Linked DNA regions of Oryzias latipes: region 1 is linked to region 2. Evidence: chromatin contacts called from public Hi-C data. All regions are on one chromosome and are shown on one strand. The core of a region is the stretch at or near the end of the contact, and the rest is flanking DNA. Distances in the headings are between cores, read along the strand shown. Region 1 overlaps LOC101154951 (diacylglycerol kinase alpha). Region 2 holds the start of nr4a1 (nuclear receptor subfamily 4 group A member 1).

Region 1 (4,093 bases), core at 788-3,287, 47 kb after region 2:
CTCGCTGTGACAGTCCTCAAAACTTCTGCTTTTCTTTTCACATAAACCTTCGCTGGAAATAGGGGAAGACTGACAATTATTTTATTGCAACCACATGTGAAGCAACAGCGGAGTTTTTACCCCTTTTCACAAGTGGTTTATATACATACATATATGTATGTAAGTAGGTATGTCTCTGAAGCCTTTTATAGACCCACTCTGATAAAAATTGTGTTGTTAGTGATTTTAACATGTTCTTGTGGCATTTTCTCTTGATGGAGGACATGTATAAAGAAAATTAAGCTTAAATTTGCGTTTTTGAGTTTTTCTTTTTTGAAATTGTTGTGAATAAGGAGCAGATGAAAAAATGCCTTCTGAAAAAGCTTGTAGCTGCGACATAGGAGTTACATTTAGCAGATCACAAGCTAGATCCATGTCTGTCTTCGTTTTCCTCATCTAACCTAATAACTATACAGTTGGATAACTCCTATGTTGCTTGACATTTTTGTTGCACCTAGCGGGAGAGTGGGGCAGGCTTTTCTCCACATCAACAATCCCGCCCACGTTTCAGAGGCGAAATCTGCTCTGCAGAAACTACGTCCTAGAAAAAAAAGAACAGGTTTTATACTCTGGCAAAAAAACAGCACCATCCTAATAAAAACTCCACTGGGAAGGCTTTTAAAATACCGTAAATCAAACGATGATCAGAGTGGGACTTGAAATAGCTGCAGGATTTTTCTGACATTAGTAAATAAATAAATAAGCCAAATTCCAGCCCATCTGTTTGGATCGACTGAATCTCAGAAGATGACATGCTGCAGGGCTAACAAGAAGCACTCCCTCGATAATAGTGAACCACAAACCCATTTCATGTTGATATTAGTCCATTTCCCTGGCTAATACCTTGCAGAAATGCTACAGTAATATTTAGACACATGAAAGCATCTTTGGTTATGACAGACAAAAAAAGGAAATGTAAAAAATGCTTTAAGTACGGTATATCTTAAATAGTTTTACTTTGTCATTTCCATAGACCTTTTTGCTGACGCCCAATGGTGCAAATATGCATCAAACCACTTCTGCTCTAAACTTGACTTAATTTAGCAATACATGAATCCAAAACCATAAGTGATTTCTTTTTTCATAGCTGGAAATAAATTCAGGAGTCAAGGAGTTAACAAAGATTATTGTGCCAAAGGATTATTTGAAATTTGACTTATTTCCTGCAATAATTGTTTTAATTGTTGGACACTGATATATAGTTTTATCTCTTTTAAATCCTATTTCTGCATATGTGGGACAAAGATTCTGTTTAAGCATTCATTTGTATTACTGTGTGGGCAAATCTAAGATCGCACCACATGTTTCTATCCCTGCTTATGCGCCACAGCTTACTCAGAGTGATCAATAAGCTGGAACCTGACTGAGCAGTTAATTACTCCACAAAGCACATGAATCACTTTCTTGATTCACAGCTATTTTTTGCTAAGTTGATCGCCTTGTGTGTGAGTCAGTTTTCCAGGAGTGGGCCGTAGCAGGACACGCCGTTCCCTCACCTCTCCGTGTCTGTGCTGGGCAAGGCTGCCGTCTGCATCAAATTCCCTCAGCACGTCTTTCACCTTCAAGCTGCAGTCTGGAGGCAGAGAACACACGGGTCAAACAGGGGAACACGTGTCCTCGTGGAACAGGAGTACTTAGCAACATTTTTATCCTTCAGAGATTGTTTTCAGTCTCTGTTTGTGCGACCTTTGTGGTGCATTTTACTACAACATGCAGTGATCTCTTTATTTAGAGCACAGCAAAACCTGTGCGTGCTTATCCGGCATGAAAATGATCCCAAAATAAATAGATAAATAACAAACGTGATAGACTGCTGCTGCTTGGATATGAAAAACCATGAGCGACTGTAAATGAGTGTGAGTGGGTGGAAGTGTGAGTGTGGGGAGGGATGTTAAGTGCTGCAGAAGCTGCCTGCCCGCCTGTCTGTACTCACATTCAATGTACTGTTGCAGCTGGATAAAGTCGACAGGGTTCAGTTCCTTCACCTCTGGGTTTGTGGGGGTGGACATGGTGCTTGCTTCTGCACTAACCGCCTGCCTGTGTGTACGCACAGACGAGAGGAGCAGTTGATGTAGACGGAGTGAAAAGAGGAGGTGGGTGCAGAGTAGCCTGCCTCTTTGTAAAACATAAAAGAAGCAGGCTACTCTGCTGTGAGCAAGAGATAGCATCTTCCATCTTGCTCTGCAAAAATCCACATTTGTAGACAGGAAAAAAAAAATCCACATTTAAAGTTTGCGTTAAGCAGAAAGTTATATATAAAACAAGTGTGCGTGAGAGGATCTCTTTGATTTTTTTTCAATGAGTCCTATTCCTTTTTTTTTTTTTTAATATGATGCATTTTTGCAGGCATATGCACGCTTCCACTATGCTTGTTGGAACTAGGTTTGTCTAAACCTCATGATACTTCACCTCTTGGGATTTGCTGCACCCAAATTATGTTTTCAATGTTTCCATTAGCCCATTTCCGCCCAATAATAACATTGCAGTAATAGGAAGACGTTGGTTTGTGCAAAAGAGAGCAGATTTAAACTGCAAAACATGAGTGACAGCCAAATGTTAAAATAACCAAGCTGGCCTGTCAGGCTGTCGGGGGGCCTCCCCTTCTGAAAAAAGGAAGACACTTAAATGTCATCAGAGGCTGCAAGGGAAGATATTTGAATCTAACATGAAGAGTGAACTCCTAAGAGCAATAAGAAAATGACCTGCAGGACCGGCTTGTTATGAATGCTTTCAACGGCTGCTAAAGTGTCGCTAAGGCATAATGGGAGCAGATTGTGTCAAGACAGCAACACGGCCAGATAAATACAGAGCTTATTAGTCATTGAGGAAAGTAAAAACACATTCTTTGGAAAGTGAAAGATACTATCTGAATTTGTTCAATTGCGCTGCTGCTGCAGCTGCTGATGTGTGTCAATAAACTAGTCCAATTACAAATGCACTGATTGATTCTTGCAGAAATGATCAAATATTTAATGGACTAACAATCATTTCGGGGCAGTCATCTGACGCAGTAAACGCATTTTTTTTCCCATCAGCTCTGCGATAACAAGTATTAGGATGAATCCTTCCCTGACTGAATAATGTATTCCTCTCTCAATCAAAATAGCCTAGACTTGTGGCTGAGTGCATCTCAGTCTGTCCAAAGGAAGACTTATGACAAAAGCAAGCCTAAACTAGTGGTCCATTACTAGATACAATTACGCCACCTAACATGAAAAGCATTACCACAAAGTACAAAGTTCACTAACAGATGAAATGTACGGTAGCCCTCAAGTCCAAATTACACCAACCAATGCAAATCAAGGCAAAAACGAAGTAACCCTTGTGCTATCCTAGGCCCTTTAACATTGAGAGTTGAGTCATCTAGACCCCACAAGACACTTTCTTCAATGATTTGTGATCTTTCCTGGTGTCCATGGATTACATGAAATCTTTCCACCTTTCTCCACCTTTGTCTTGGTAGGGAGAACACGTCAATGTAAGGGTGGGGTCATCTAAGATAGCACAAGGGTTAAAGACCACAAAAACAATTCAAAAAGCAAAACAAAGCATAAAACATTATGTAATAGAAATCAAAATAAAATTCCACAAATCAAAAAACAATGACAAAAATTTAAACATTTCAGAAAACAAGAGTAATTTCCAGAAATCAAAATGAAATGTTTAAAAAATGAAACAAAAAAAGAAACCGGAAAAGGAAAGTACTATGGGACGTCACTGATTGGATGTTGACGTTTGTCCATCATTTCAGCCTAAGGTTATTTGACATGAAGCCATACTGATCTGCTCCATAATCATAAAACTGTGCAGACATCATCATCCAATCAGTGACATCCCATAGTACCTTCCTTTTCCGGTTTCTTGTTGTATTTCATTTTTTAACTGCAATTGTGTTTTGGTTTCTGGAATTTTCTTTTGATTTCTAAAATGTCACATTTTTATATTATTTGTTTTGTTTTTTTAATTGTCGATGTGATCTTTATTATATTTTTGCGACGAGTGATCTGTTGGTGTGATTTGCTCTTCAGAGCCACTGTAGAAATGCTCAGAAAGG
Region 2 (4,201 bases), core at 550-3,049:
ATGGTAAAAAAGTATGTGTTGTTGTTTTTTTTTCAAACATTAAGAGATAAACAGAACAGAAACCAGAGGAGAATGGCACACACCGATAGGCAAGACGCAGGATAAAGAGTTCAACGAATGCAGATTCCACCAGCAGTTCCTGATCCTCCAAGCAGAAGTCAGAGAAACCTGGGATGTCCTTCGCCCACTTTCTGATAACCTCTAAAGAAGCCGTGAGGAGGTCGTAAAACTGCTTTATGTCACTCACGTCTTCCTTCTGGTTCGCGCTGACTTCCTTCTCGAGGTACTAAGAGAACATAAAACAAATGGGAGTTTAGCTTTATTCAAAGTATACAAAAACAGAACTACAAAAAAAGAGGAACCCTGCTTTGGCTTACCTTAGAGTAATCCAGATTTCCAACAGCAGGGTTTGAGTCAATGTGGGCCCTGACCAGCGACGCAATCATGCTCACTGGGGATACAATGGGAGTGGCATCTTTGACACCTTTAGGCTTCGATGGTAAGCGACCCCTCCGTCCTTTCAGGCTATCCGTTCTAACAACTGTAGAAAAAGGTGACATCAAGTGTTAGTCTCAAATTATTCATCTTCCCTGAATCTCTCTTCTCTATATTTGCTATGAAAGCAGACTCTTGTTTAAGGAAAAGAACAGTCCAATTGAACATTTTAAAGCTTGATGTAGAATCTATCATGTTTCATTTATGCTTGATATTAATGTTGCCATTAGCTTTAGAGTTGTTATTTTCAATAATATGATAGTACAATGAGGTATTGTACTTTGCATACCTTCTCTGACCATTCCCACTGCCAGACACTTCTGGAAGCGACAGAACTGGCATCGATTTCTCCTCCTCTTGTCCACAGGGCAGTCTTTGTTGGCAAGGCAGACATACTTGGAATTTTTCTGAACTGTGCGCTGTGAAAAAGAAAACAGTAGAGGAATTAGTTATTTTACCTTTTAAATTGCTATGTTTCTATGAAGCGACTAAGCCACTATGGACTGGTTTGTCTTTTCTTACCTTGAAAAAACCCTTGCATCCCTCACAGGTGCGGACCCCATAGTGCTGACAGGAGGCATTGTCTCCACAAACAGCGCAGCCGCCCTCACTTCCACTTTTCAGCTTGGGCGATAGACTTCCATCCCGCTGTTCAGCACTGTCGAGACAAAGGGCCTGTTCCATCCCCATAGCGGGAAACTGCATCGCAGATGGGTGAGGTTGAGATGCGGCAAAGGGTTCCTGCTCTCGGAAAAGTGCCTGACCCAAATGAGACATGTCCTCCACAGAACCTGAGCCAAACATGAAAAAAGATGGAGTATGTGGCCCTGAGGTGTCCTCAGTCATCCAGTATCCTTGACCAGGGGAATATGGCCCAAAAGCTGAATCCCAGTTAGACACATTCTGACTCTGGAACCCAGGAGTCGAAGGAGAAGAGGCGGACGCGGGGCTGCCAAAGTAATCCGAGCCACTGGGAGACACAGCCTCATCTGGGTAACTCAGAGTGAACGCTCCAGGGTAGCAGCCATAAACTTGGAGCTCGTCCAGCTTGAAGGGGCTTTCCTGGCCTGACGCTGAAGGTACATGGGCAGGGGTTGTAGTGAACTGGCATGAGTACGCATCAAAAGATCCCGTAGGTGTGCCCACCAAGGAGCCGATGCTTGGCAGGGACGGAGTAGAGTGGTGCTCCAGGGAGCCACTCATGTCAACGGCCAGCCTGGAGAGAAAGTCTGCATTCTGAAGCTCAGAGCTGCTGAAACTGCTCTCAGTGGGCTGACGTCCATGTCGGGGGTGTACGCAAGTCATGACTGTGAGACTGAGAGAGAAATGAACATGTTAGCTTGGATTTTAGGTCTTCAATGAGCTTTCAAGAACAAGCTTCCACTCCAGAGTGAAATGTTATACATAATGTATACACACAGCTCAGTGGAGCAGCTTATTGTCAATCCTTAAGATCCTGATTCAATTCCTGTGTCTACCAATGGAGCATCAGTATTTGGCTTTTCAAACTTCAATTTATACAAATGTTTTACTGATATATCAAATAAAAAAACCAAGAGTACCATAATTACTGCTGCTGTCATCTTTGTATTGAAAGTATTGTTTATCACAACCCTTTGACACAGTATCTCTGTAATTTAAGTGAATATTTTTAACTTGAATTTTCATGTTTCTTCCCTGTCAACCTCCATTTATAAGAAAATCCTAGAAAGTCGTGCTTGTTTGTTGGAGCAGTCATCAAATCCCACTTTATCATTTCTCATTTCCTAGTAATTATAGTAACGCCTGAAAAGTGCAGCGGGGTTGACTTTCACTCTGGAGTACACTGCCAAAACACGCATGTGCAAAATTAAACCAGCAGACTACTAACTTCAGAAGACTTCATCGACTTTTTAAACACGTGAAGCGATTTCAAAAAACATTAAACCGCATATGTGCGTGCAGCTGTAAAAGTCAGATGATTTGTTTTCCGTTCAAAAATAAAAATAAAGCAGTTCAAATAAACACTATAGGATTGATTTACTAAGATGCTTCTTACCTGTCTAGTCCGTTAAAGTATTTTTGTGAATTTTCTCCACTTTACGAGCGACCGTCTCTCATGATCAGCGTCTCCCAGCTGACAGGTTCTCCGTCCGGCTCCTCTGGTCCTCCCCGCCTCTCTTATACTTTTGCTCTAGCGTAGCACTGTCCATGACGTCATTTTCCATGCGTGTCAAATGAGTGGGCGGGAGATTTCCATGGTGCAGCCAATCACAGCACCTTTCGAGAGAACAGCGCTTTTGTGACGCACTACGGGATTCCGTTGACGCTCGTACGCCCAGAACCGCAGCTTTGTCCGACTTGACAGACACGTGCGCACGGGCGCGCGCTACTGATATCTAGGTAAAACAGAGTAGATCTGAATAAAAGTGGGAGGTTCTATTTAGCAAGTGTTTATTAACATTGAGCAAATGGAAATACAGGGATCTAACCCCTTTAATAACAATAACTCAGTTACTTAAAAAAACGCCTAAGTTTGGGTCAATTCAATTGCAAGTAAAAGCAAGAATAGAAAGCCCTGTACAAAACATTTAAGAAATTGTTCCCTCACATTAACAATTACCATATTATGCACACAATGTAGCATTCTGTAACCACAATGTAGCATTTTGTAACCACAATTTGACATTATATGGGCACAAGAACATTTTATTAGCGTTTTGTAGCCACACAAATTAAAGTTTTGTGTGCCACAAATTAGCATTTTTTTGAGCACTTAATTAGCATTTTTGTTGCCACAAATGAGTATTTAATGCTACAAATTATTAGTGGGTATTGATACAAAAATACTAATTTGTGTGGACAAAAGGCTCAGTTCACTGTGCTAAAAAAAAAGCTAATTTCTGTCCACGAAAAATGAATTCATGCTCACAGAATAATAAACTGTTGCGACATTGCAGAGATAAACATTTTATATGGGGGAGGGGGCGACTTTAGAAGTGTGACAAATGAGAACACGGGCAAAAGAACATATCTTAAACAGTTTCCTTATTCTTACTGTTGTTAATATTAAAACAGCAGTTCTTTTAGCTGAGGTGCCATTAATAAAGCCTAAAGAATCTTTTAGGATTTCTTAATATTTGTCAACAATGATACTTATATTGAGTCAAGGATTTGGGGGGGGGGGCAAGGCTTTCTGCTGTAGGGCGTACCTGACCTCCTAAGCTCCAACCCTGCCCAAATTATTATTTTGAGGGAACAATTCTTTTTTTAGGCTCAGTACAAGAACAATCTAAATAGCCATGTCAATACTGCATAGCTTCAAACATCAAAATAACGTTAAAGTGTTGAAGCAAAAGAACCCCGACAGGATCAATAGGTTATCATTGCTGCTGTTGCAGGTTTCTGTTTGAACTAGCCTGTGCTTGCTGGATTTCAGGTTTAAGTGGCCGAATCATTTTTGGCTTCCTAGCAAACAGTAAAGGGCAGGGGGGTTGACTTTCATCCATGGCAAACGCCCCCTCTTAAATCACAAATGCTAAACAACATTTAAAACGTCTTCAGAATTTACACCCACATGCACCAAAGTTGTGGAGTTTGGGTTGTCCTGGCATTCACAAATGAACATACTGCAAATTTAGGGTAGAAACCTCTTCACGATGAGAAAGGGGCAAGCAGTGAGTCACAGCTGTGGCCTCCAGAGATGTGATTAAGGCCCTTAGACCTG

The links. A called contact is a pair of places that touch in the nucleus more often than the background predicts.
Region 1: a contact with region 2 is called in a Hi-C map of embryo, with 1.6 times the contacts expected there. The contact joins the enhancer-like site here to the promoter of nr4a1 in region 2. A contact is called at or near these places in 5 of 5 Hi-C or Micro-C datasets (embryo, fibroblasts and gastrula embryo).

Annotation. Positions count from the first base shown.
Region 1 is chr7:22,226,729-22,230,821 of ASM223467v1, forward strand. LOC101154951 (diacylglycerol kinase alpha) reads right to left here. Exons shown (of 24, transcript XM_004070884.4): 2 at 1,973-2,076; 3 at 1,536-1,612. The coding sequence starts at 2,048. Among protein-coding and RNA genes, the nearest start is that of LOC101154951, 8.3 kb to the right of the region's middle. Within about 2 kb of position 2,038, at least 2 of the 8 cell types and tissues checked have an H3K27ac peak or open chromatin away from gene starts, as enhancers often do. A contact at or near this core is called in embryo, where this site is marked.
Region 2 is chr7:22,179,985-22,184,185 of ASM223467v1, forward strand. It overlaps nr4a1 (nuclear receptor subfamily 4 group A member 1), which reads right to left and starts at 1,800. Exons shown (of 6, transcript XM_020704862.1): 1 at 1,018-1,800; 2 at 785-914; 3 at 378-541; 4 at 84-286. The coding sequence starts at 1,800.